Linked DNA regions of Mus musculus: region 1 is linked to region 2. A link is a contact called in public promoter capture Hi-C data. All regions are on one chromosome and are shown on one strand. Each heading gives the region's core, a stretch centred on a gene start, on an enhancer-like site or on the middle of the called end of the contact. The rest is flanking DNA. Distances are from core to core; before and after follow the strand shown.

Region 1 (5,020 bases), core at 160-2,659, 2.4 Mb after region 2:
CCCAGTAAACCAATGAGGAGGACAGTTTTTTACCCTTCATCACCAAGCTTCCTGAGACTGTCAGCCCAGAACAGTAGCCAAAGGGCTCAGCCGCCAATACATATATATATGCATACATATACACACATATACATACATATGCATATACACATATACATATACATACACATACATATACATACATATACACACATATACACACATATACATGCATATATACTCATATACATACATATACACACATATACATACAAATACATGCATATATGTGTGTATACATATATACACATACACACATGTATATCTATATGCATACTATGCATGCTATTATACTAACATAAATATTCAGTATTGACATCAATGTTAAAGTAATTGTTTTAGAAGTTAGAGATCAAATCCAAGGTTTTCTGAATGCACCAAACTGTAAAAGTTCCTCTTTTAGGTTCTTTCGTTCATTTTCTACCTTGACCCTAGGCATCCTGGGAGTCCCACTGTCCCTGGTTGGACTCTTGCTTCTTCAACAAGGGTGATGAGGGAGGACTAAGGATGGAGTTCATGTCCTATCTAATACTCACCTACGCTAGACAAGCTATTTCGCCTTGCTGATGCTCAGTCTTGAGCAGAGAGAGAGAGAGAGAGAGAGAGAGAGAGAGAGAAGAGGGAGGGAGGGAGGGAGGGAAGGGTGGTGCCTTCTTTCCTTTCAAGCTGTAAATTGCACGGCATATCCATGGTGCCTTATATTTCAATATCATACTTAATTGAGACATGGCTGTGCATATGCATGGAGCACATACATTGGGTTGTCAATCATAGGCACGGCATGCAATGATCGCATAAGGGTAACTGGCAGCTCCATCACCTCAAACATTTATTAACGTTTCTTGGTGTTGGAAACATTTAAAATCCCCTTAGCTACGTGAGAATATACTCTTAACTGCGGTCAGCCACAGTTAACTCTCTACCACAGAAGGTCATTCCTACTTTCCAGCCGTACCTTTTAACTATGCTCTCTCCACCCTGCACCCACACCACTTTATGGTACTTTAATACAGTGTGGTGTGGTGTGTGTGTGTGTGTGTGTGTGTGTGTGTGTGTGTGTGTGTGTGTGGTGTGTTGCTGTGGACCAAATCCAGGGCCTTGAGTATGCTAACCATGGGTCCTGTCCCTGGCTTCGCCCTCAATTCCAGTAAATTGTTTTAAGAGATCCACCGGAGAGAGTAAGCCCTGAACCAAGCAGGACCAGCCTGTGCATGCCAGATCCGCTGGCCAGTGGGAGCACTTCGCCAGCTCGTCACCTTGTCCAACACTTGCTCGCCCCGCTGTCCCCACGGCCACGCGGGCGCGAGGCCAGAACACACTCACCCTCTTGACGAGGAAGCCTTCCTTGAGCACGCCGTCCTCCATGTCGCCAGTCCAGGTGAGCTGTCCCCGCGCTCCACCGCCGACGCCGCCCGCGCCCAGGAAGCCACTCCCTCCCGGAGACGCCCCCTGGCGCACATCCAGTGCCAGAGCCTCCCGCCCTGCGGGCAGGAAGTCTGGCCCGGTCGGGACTTCTGCTCCGACCTTCCCACGCCAGGTGCCCAGTGTGCCAACCCTACCCCGCACGGCCCGCGGTGATCGCCCAAGAACACGACCCTGGACCTCTGTCTATAGTTCTGAGCCTTTCCTGAGAGGCAGAGGAGTGTATAGAGCAAGTACGAGAATCTCAAGTTTAAGGTGACTGGCATAGTCTACAGAACACATTCTCACCTCAATGTGTACATCACACCATCCTCATCTCAAAAGCAAACAACCAAAAAGAATCAGATTTTAGCAATTCTGGGTGAGTTTAAAGAGCGTGCAAAATAATCGAGTCATCCGTGTAAGTCATATTGTAATACGATATTTTAAAATAAAAATTAACGCCTATGATGAAGAAAATATCCCGATAGAATCAACACAACGTTCTACCACATCATGTTGGCACCTGAAACAAGAAAACGACAGTGGTGCTGATCTGCATAGAATCCCTGATATCTTTGCTCAGCAGAGGGAACACCTGCTAGGCAGGACAAAGGCCCTGGGGTGTCTGGATTAGAGAGAGAGAGAGAACTGCCGGTAATGGAAAGACAGAGATGCCCTTCAGTCTGGCTCCCAGCACACCCTAGTGTCCCTATGCTGGGCTCTGCCCCACATGCCCCTGCGGTCTGTGACAAACATACATCTTCACCTGTAAAGCAAGAGATCTGGCAGTGTTGTGTTGCCAGGTAACAGCTTCCTAGATTTTAAATCCAAAGACAACAGAGGTTCCATTCTCTTTCCAATAGTGCTAGGTTTTATTTGCAATTATACCCCAACTCCAGGAGGCAAATAATGTGTTTTCCAGGAAACTGAAACTTGAAGCCATTGAAGTCACTCGGAACCATATCACACCAGGGCATTGGAAGAAATCGTGCTTCCGAATACCAGAAGGGCTCAAACCCAGAGTAGGAGAAGCTGGGAAAGTCAGATCCTATACCTGTCTACTCCTTTTAGGAGGCATGGACTGGGCCTTTTCTTTAGAAAACGGGTTCTTAAGTGGGTTCTCTGAAAGGGGGGAAGTTGGTTTTTTCTCCTGGTGGTGTTTCTCCCAGGAACAGCTAAGGCGCTTCCTTTGAGGGAAACCCCTGTCCCAGCCCACCCCGTCTGATTCACTGGACCTTCAGTGTGACTCACCTCCTCTGTCTTCCCCAGTCTGTCATGACTGCACCACCAACCTACCAAGGAACCGCGATGACATAAACCCAGCTCAACCAGAAGAAAACAGACAGCAGGAACGCTTGGACTTGGGGAGGAGGAAGGAACCTCCAGACTCAGGCAGACACCTTTTAGTTATGAAGGGCCAGGCAATGCCTATCACGTATCAGTGAGTAGAGAAAGCTGTTAGATGAGTGTTTGTATGCAATGACTCATAGCCTAATGTGAATTAGAGAGTCATTCCTTTGGCTTTGGATAAGAATCCTCTGTTTACATCCAGTAGATCCTTATTCACAATGAGCACTTTGGCTTAGTGAGTTTGTCAGAATGACCACCTATCCCTGGAGAATCAGAGCTGGAAGTGTGGGTCGAGGCAAGACAAGTCTCAAAGCCCACCCCTAGTGACACTCCCCCAGCAACGCTGCCTCATTTTTTAAAAAATTGAGCCCTAACTTTTTAACTTCCAATAGCTAGCAAGCAACTTAACCAATCACTAAAATGGTTCAAAAGGATGATTTCAATAGTTACATAAAATTTCATTATGACTTTGTCATAACCTATTCAATCACTTCCATACTGGCTGATTTAGCTGTCTTGTATTTGTTACCTTTTTTTGAGGCAGGGTCTTATTATATAAGCCAGGCTGGTCTTGCACTTAAGATTCTCCTGTCTCCGGCTGGAGAGATGGCTCAGCTGGTAAGAGCACTGACTGCTTTTCCAGAGGACCTGGATTTAATTCCCAGCAACCACACGGTAGCTCAACAACAACAACAACAAAACGTGCCTGTAACTCTGGTTCCAGGGAATATGACACCCCTCACACAGATATATGTAGGCAAAACACTAAAGCAGATGAAATAAAATAAATAATTAAAAAAACATTAACAAGATCCTCCTGCTTCAGTCTCCTGGGTGCTGGATTCGAGACCTGTGGTAAATCCTCACTACTAAGCTTCTTCCCAGACAAGCCCCCATCCCCACCCCTGTGATCTCCTCACCAGCATCCCAGTCTCTACACCAGCATCAAATATGTATTTTTTTGAAATCTGCTGATTTCCTCATGAACCAGAGACATAGGCTGTGTCATCTGTCAGGATGAACCCTGCTTCCTGGAACAACTTCCTGTGGACGTGACTGAGAACTGGAAGAAGCCTGGGCCAAGGAAGTCCCAGACAGGGGCAGTGGACATAGGGAAAGGGGGACATATGGCATCCGAGATCCTACAGTGTACCCAAAAGCACTTGAATAGGGTGTGTAGCTCAGGTACTGGGTTTGGTCCCCAGCACTGTAATAACAACAACAATAACAACAGCCCACCATAAATCAGGGATGGTTCATGGTCTGTCATCCGACGTCATTGCGTTCATTCACTTAACAGCAGGAGACGTACATTGAGTGTGTCAGAAGTACAAAGCACAATGTTCAGTGAGCAGTCTGCAGATGTTCCCCTGGTCAGTCATCAGCATAAACACAATGAATGTCACTTAGTGACATAATAAAGGCAAATGAGCCAGGCAGTGGTGGCACACACCTTTAATCTCAGCACCTGGGAGGCAAAAGCAAGAGGAACTTTGAGTTTGAGGCCAGCCTGGTCTGAAGAGTGAGTTCCAGGACAGTCAGAGATACACAGAGAAACTCTGCCTTGAAAACACAAAACAAACAATGGATAGCTAAGTAAACAGACAAACAAGCAGACAAAGACAAAAAAAAAAAAAAAATTGCCAAATCATGACTCTGCCCAAGCTCATCCACTAAACTACGGAAGGAACAGGGTGGCTCTCAACCTACTTGGATTCTGCGGCTTTTCAGCTCTGTGATGCTTCAAAGGCAGTTCAATAGAGACACTTATTTCAGATTTGTACGTTTTTGTCTTTTCCCAGAAAAATGCTGCAAGTCCCTTTGTTGTTTTCTTGTTTTGTTTCTGTTTTGTTTTTTGTTTTTGTTTTTGTTTGGTTGGTTTTTTTTTTTTTTTTTTTAGATAAGATCTCACTACCTAGTTCAAACTGATCTCAGACATGTTATGTAGCAAAGGCTGGCTCAAACGCAAGATCTTCCTGCCCCAGGACTTTCATGCTGGTCTACAGGTGTGCACCATCACCTGTGTGGCCCTCCTTCAGCCCAGTCAGTCAGCCATCAGGGAGGGAAGGGATGGCTCACCCCACAGTACTGCTGAGCTGTGCATTCCACAGTGTTAAACAGATTCTCAGTTTATAGTGGGTTTATGGAGCTATAACCCCACTGTAAGTCAGGAAGAATGTATATTTTTTCACTCACTATTTCATCTATTCATTCATTCATTAACAGA
Region 2 (5,030 bases), core at 515-3,014:
TTATTTTTCTTTTCTAGCTAAGGAGCCAGTCATACATTCAAAAGTTTTAAATCTCTGGATTGGGGCTGGGGGACGTCTTTGGAAGTTGGGAGTTTAAGATTAGTAGGAAAGGACTGGTAAGATTTAACAGATTAGAGAAGAAACCAGAAACCCAGAAAGTTCGAGGTGGGAAGGAGTGGGGCTTCTCCCTTTCCCATCCCACCCCGTAGTTTTATCTCTCTCCCCCGTTCCCGGGTAATCTTGTTTCTCACCAGTGCTGTCCTCTAGTCTGCCGCTCTTCAAGCCTAACCTGTGGACTAAGTAACGTGAGCCTTACTTTCTGGCCCTCCCGCAGTCAGGAGCAAGGACTACTTTAATCTTTACTCTTCCCAGGGATCCCGTTTCAAAGTCACCTGAAAGCCATTTCCTCTCTCTCTGCCCCGCCCCTCCCCGTAAATCACTAGGTGCTTGCTTTTCCCTGGGGCAGCTTTTTTTTTTTTTTTTTTTGAGGGCAGTGGTGGAGGAGGGGATTTTATAAGCTATTTAGGATTTTCACTTGTCTACACTTGGCGGTCTAAATGCTGAGTTACTGGGGTCGATTCTCCATTCCTGTTCCAAGAACCTGGTGCCATCGTTTAACGCAGGAGTCCTACTTCTTCTGTGATCTCACACTGGGCTCCCATCTCCTACCCCTCTTCATGGTGCGTACTGGGGACAGCATCTAATGCTACCTCCCCTAAGATCTTTACCAATGAAAGATTTATTCTTAGTGAGGTGTAGTAGCGCACACCTATAATTCTAGCACTCTGGGGGATCACTCAAGAGTTCTGGGCTAGCTTGGGCTACAAAGTGTGGGCCTGTTTCAAATCAAAAAATAAAATAAAAACAATAATTAGGGCGTGGTGGTGCACACCAGTAATCCCAGCACTCCGGAGATAGAGGGTGGAGAACCATTACTCTCAAGATTACCCTCTGCCAGTCTCAGATAATTGAAATCCTGCTTCAAAAACAAAAACCACACAAAAGATTTATGTTCTTGCTCAAAATCTAACTGGTTTGTATTCTATGTGCTTGTGCTAATCATCCCCCAATTTTCCCATCCCCTAATTTCCCGGTACATGCCTTTTGTTGATAGATCGCACTCAAAATGGGGTCCACTGACATTCAGGTTCCTCGATCAGTTTTTCTCATTAACAGTCCCACTGAGCGCCGCGCCCCGCCCCGCCCCAAGTTATGCGCTTCTTATCTCTTTCTCCTCAGAAGGTAAGATTTTACAACTGTAAAGAGCCACCGAAACCTAGTTTCGGCGAGGAATTCGAGACGTGCCTTTCTGACTCAGCGGTCGTGGTGACCTGCTCCAGTAGGACCAGGACGCCCTTGCCACCTAGACCTGCGCTTCTCCTGGGAAAGTCTAGGTGGCTGGGCTCCGAGTCCTCTCTGGTCGGAACCTGGTCTGGAGGCTTTCGTTGCCCTCTCGGCGTGATATCAGGGCGGTGGCACTAGAGTAACCCCACCACGTGCGCCTTGGGATCCCAGAGTTCCAGGTGGCAAGGGGAGGCGGCCAGCGGGACCCACACGGCGGGCCACGCGCGTTAATCATTAGCCACGGCGGCCGCTGTCTACAGCGGGAGCCACAGCTCGCTCGCACCGCCGCGAAGGTTCCCCCGGGCCCCCCAGAGCCGCCAATTGCTGGATCGCAGCCGCGAGCGCAGTCTCCACCCACTGGAAACATTCCTGGTCCGCCCCTCCCTGGCTCCCTCCCTCTCCCTCTCTCTCTCCCTCCCTCCCTCCCGCCGCAGCCTGGACTCCGGCCGCAACTTCCTGCCCGGTGCTGGGGAACCGTGCGCATTTCGGGGGTCCCCCGGCGTCTGGTGCTCGCAGCGAGCAGAGGCTGGGACCGCGGGGCGGCCAGCCGTGGGCGGGAGCGGCCGGCGGCCTCTGCCGCTTCCGAGAGCGACTTTCAAACTCGAGCCCGCTTCGCGGCGCCACCTGGGCAGCCCCGCGCGCCTGGCGCGTCGCGAGCCGGCGGGGCGGCCACCGCTTGGTGAGTGTCCCTAGGTTTGCCTTTCTCTCTTTGCCCATGCTCGATTGGCTGAGTGGCAGCGCTCTGCGGAGACCCCAGGCTAGCCCTCTGTGGGATGAGGACCTGGCCCCGAGCTGCCTCGGACACACTCGGAGGAGGTTGGGTCGCGGGAAGGTCGTAAGGGGAGTCACTTTTTATCCCCACCCCGGAAACCAAAGCAGCATAGGCTTTGCAGAGTTTGAAATCCGGGCAGCTCTCGACATTCCCGCCACCCCTTCCTTGTGTGCCCTGACGCCCGTGGGCTAGTGCTTGCCTGAGACTGTGGGCTCTTCTAGAAGGACTCGCCTCTGGTCCCGCCAGCCCAGGAGTGCGCAGGCACTCAGTCTGTTCTGGGTTGGTGCCACACCGTGCTTCTGGGAATCTCAGCTGCATGTCCAGGAGGATTAGAGTGGGTGTCAGAAGCCAAGTGTCCAGGAGCTGCAAATCTAGAGCCCCTTGATGCTGCCCCTAACAGCCTCTCCTTCACTCCCTTCAACTGGTTTGGTTATTCACACCCTTCTCTCAGACCTTTGATTTGGGAAGCTTCAAGCTTCAGTCGTTCAAGATGCTCCTTTGGTGGTAACGATTTATTCTGCGGCTACTTTTGAAAACAAAGGGGGGAAAAAAAAACCGGAACAAGCCGCATGATGGTTGGAGGGTGGAGAAAGCGGCGCTGCGAGGTGGTGCTAAAAGTTGGGTGAGAGTATATCGTCTAGAGTCGCTAAACTCTTGGTAGATTAAGGGCTGTTAAGATTGTTAACCCTCCCAGCAACCGATCAGTACTAGAGCACCTTACAGAGAACCCTAGTCTTAGGGTTCCCAGTCTTCCAAACTGTGCTTGTTCAAGAGTGCATTCCAGTCACAATGAACCCTTCAGAAATAATTAGTGTGGAGTAAAATGACAGCCTGAGAGGGAGAGGCGATGTTCCCTGCTGTGCCTGGCCTTCCCCAGTCCCTCTGCTAAACTGGAATCTTGTGTTATAGATGCTCAGCATAAAACCTAGGGACTAAATACCAGAAAGCCAACTGTGGCGCTGCTGTTATTCCTTATGGTTCTGGGCTCACTGGATGGCTCACAGACCCCATCTCTCATGTAGACAGACTACTAAATGCCTGCTTGCCTCTGCTGGCCGCACTCTCTGGACTTTCCCGCTGGTGCTGGAAATCCGCTTTCACCCCTTCACTTAGTCTGGGCTGATAAGGGTGGTAGTCTGTTTTAGAGTGGCCTTGGGGCTTTTCTATTGACTTTTTATCAGAGGTGGCCCGACTAGGAGAGTGGGAAGACCACTGGGCTGAGAGTCCGACAGGATTTTTGCTAGAGGTTTAATGCTGGCTGTATTGCGTCACATCAGAGACTGATCGGGTCTGAGGCTTTTTTTCTTACATGATTGGCCTGAAGCCAGATCTCACCCTCTCCTCACTCACTTATCTTTTCTGACTCAGTTTCCATACAGAGCAGCCTTTTTTCTTTATAGGGGATGTGGTAACAATAAAGGGGAGAAGGGTGTATGAGAAGTAGTCCATAAACTCCTATCAAAAAAAAAAAATAGCTGTGTAGTGGCTACAAGGAGCCCTTACATGTTTGCTGGTTATACCCCATGTGTGACACAGGAGATGGTGGACACCAGGAGCCAATTGTGGCAGTTTACACTCTCTCTGGCTTGTAATATCATAGTCCCAGAGTAAATATTGACTTTACCAAACCCGCTGCTATCTCAGGGTCACCGTGTTTATGCTTAGAACAGGCCAAAGGCCACGGCCTGAGCGATGGCCAGACCCGGAGGGAAGGGAGGAAGGTGCTGGTCCCAGATGTAGGGCTTGCTATTCCCACCCCACTCACCACCCTGTACAGGTTCTGGTCCTGAGACTGGAGGGTGCCACAAGCCGTGACTTGCCCTGGAGGGTTAACTGTGAAGCTGCTCTCTGTTGTGTTGTGGGTGGGGAGGACCATGGTGATGGGAGGTGTTGTCTTTGCAGCTGCACTGAGGGCTGACTTCAGTCCAGCCATCCCGGGCTGTTCTCCGGCCCAGGCCACTGCTCTGTCCCGCCTCTCTGGCCAGCTGCATGTCCAGAGGCCTTTGTTAAAGTACAGAAGCCCTCCCTACTCATTACCCTCCTTCCCCAGGACAGGGCTTGGCATTACTACAGACTGAAGGAAAGCTCTTCTGGAGCCCCCAGGTCCGACAGACCCGGGAGGCTCATCCCGAGGCCTCCAGTACTGCCGGGTACATACCATCTCTGTTGTCCTCTTTCCCTCCTCCTTCCTACATCCATGCATCTTAGATCTATTTTATTTATTCATCCATTTTTATCTAGCAGCGTCTATGTATGAATACAGGGCACCAGGGAACACGGCAGTGACTGAAATATAGTTTTTTTTTTTTTTTTTAGCAATTGTTGACCTGGCAGAGTGGAATTCTACTGGGGGAAGTGGACGGAAAACAAGACAGGTCATTGAAAGCGAGTTTAAAGTTATCAGGAAGGCATGCCAGAGAAGGTCAATATGAATGGTTGAGGACGGGAGGAGGTGACAGCTGTCCCCTAAGGAAGGGACTTTGGTGTTGATCATGAGATATTTTCTTTGAGCTCTGGATCCCTTGAGACCCAGGTCAGCATTCTGATGTGATTTTAGGAGCAGGGTTTGGAGTTGCACAGCCCTAGGTTTAAATCTCGACTTGACAACTTCCTAGCCCTGCAGCCATTTGTTGACTCCTTCATGTCTATTTCTTACCTGGAAGAGTGGAGCTAGTCATCCGGGCCTACTGCATGTGGTGTGGCCTTGTGAGAGTGAACAAAGAGATAGAGCATCTACAGCGCTTACCAAGCCCCACAGAGCTGCGCGCCACAGTGAATTCTTTCTCCAGAGGCGGCAGGGGATAGATATGTCCTGCCAAGTGCTAGCCAGGACTCTGGGTGAGAGGCATTTTTGAAGTATTGGGAAGGAGCAGGGAATTCAAAAGGAGGGCCGCTAGAAGGCTTCTGTCTGTCT

The links. Promoter capture Hi-C pulls out the DNA fragments that hold promoters and counts their contacts.
Region 1: a contact with region 2 is called in a promoter capture Hi-C map of liver, with 4 times the contacts expected there. The contact joins the promoter of Plek2 here to the promoter of Plekhg3 in region 2. A contact is called at or near these places in 2 of 39 promoter capture datasets (frontonasal cranial neural crest and liver) and 1 of 9 other capture datasets (embryonic stem cells).

What each region holds. Positions count from the first base shown.
Region 1 is chr12:78,905,529-78,910,548 of GRCm38.p6, forward strand. Plek2 (pleckstrin 2) reads right to left here and starts at 1,410. Exons shown (of 9, transcript NM_013738.3): 1 at 1,363-1,410. The coding sequence starts at 1,404.
Region 2 is chr12:76,531,796-76,536,825 of GRCm38.p6, forward strand. Plekhg3 (pleckstrin homology domain containing, family G (with RhoGef domain) member 3) reads left to right here and starts at 1,765. Exons shown (of 19, transcript NM_153804.4): 1 at 1,765-2,023. It overlaps Mir5135 (microRNA 5135), which reads right to left and starts at 1,417; the gene lies at 1,339-1,417.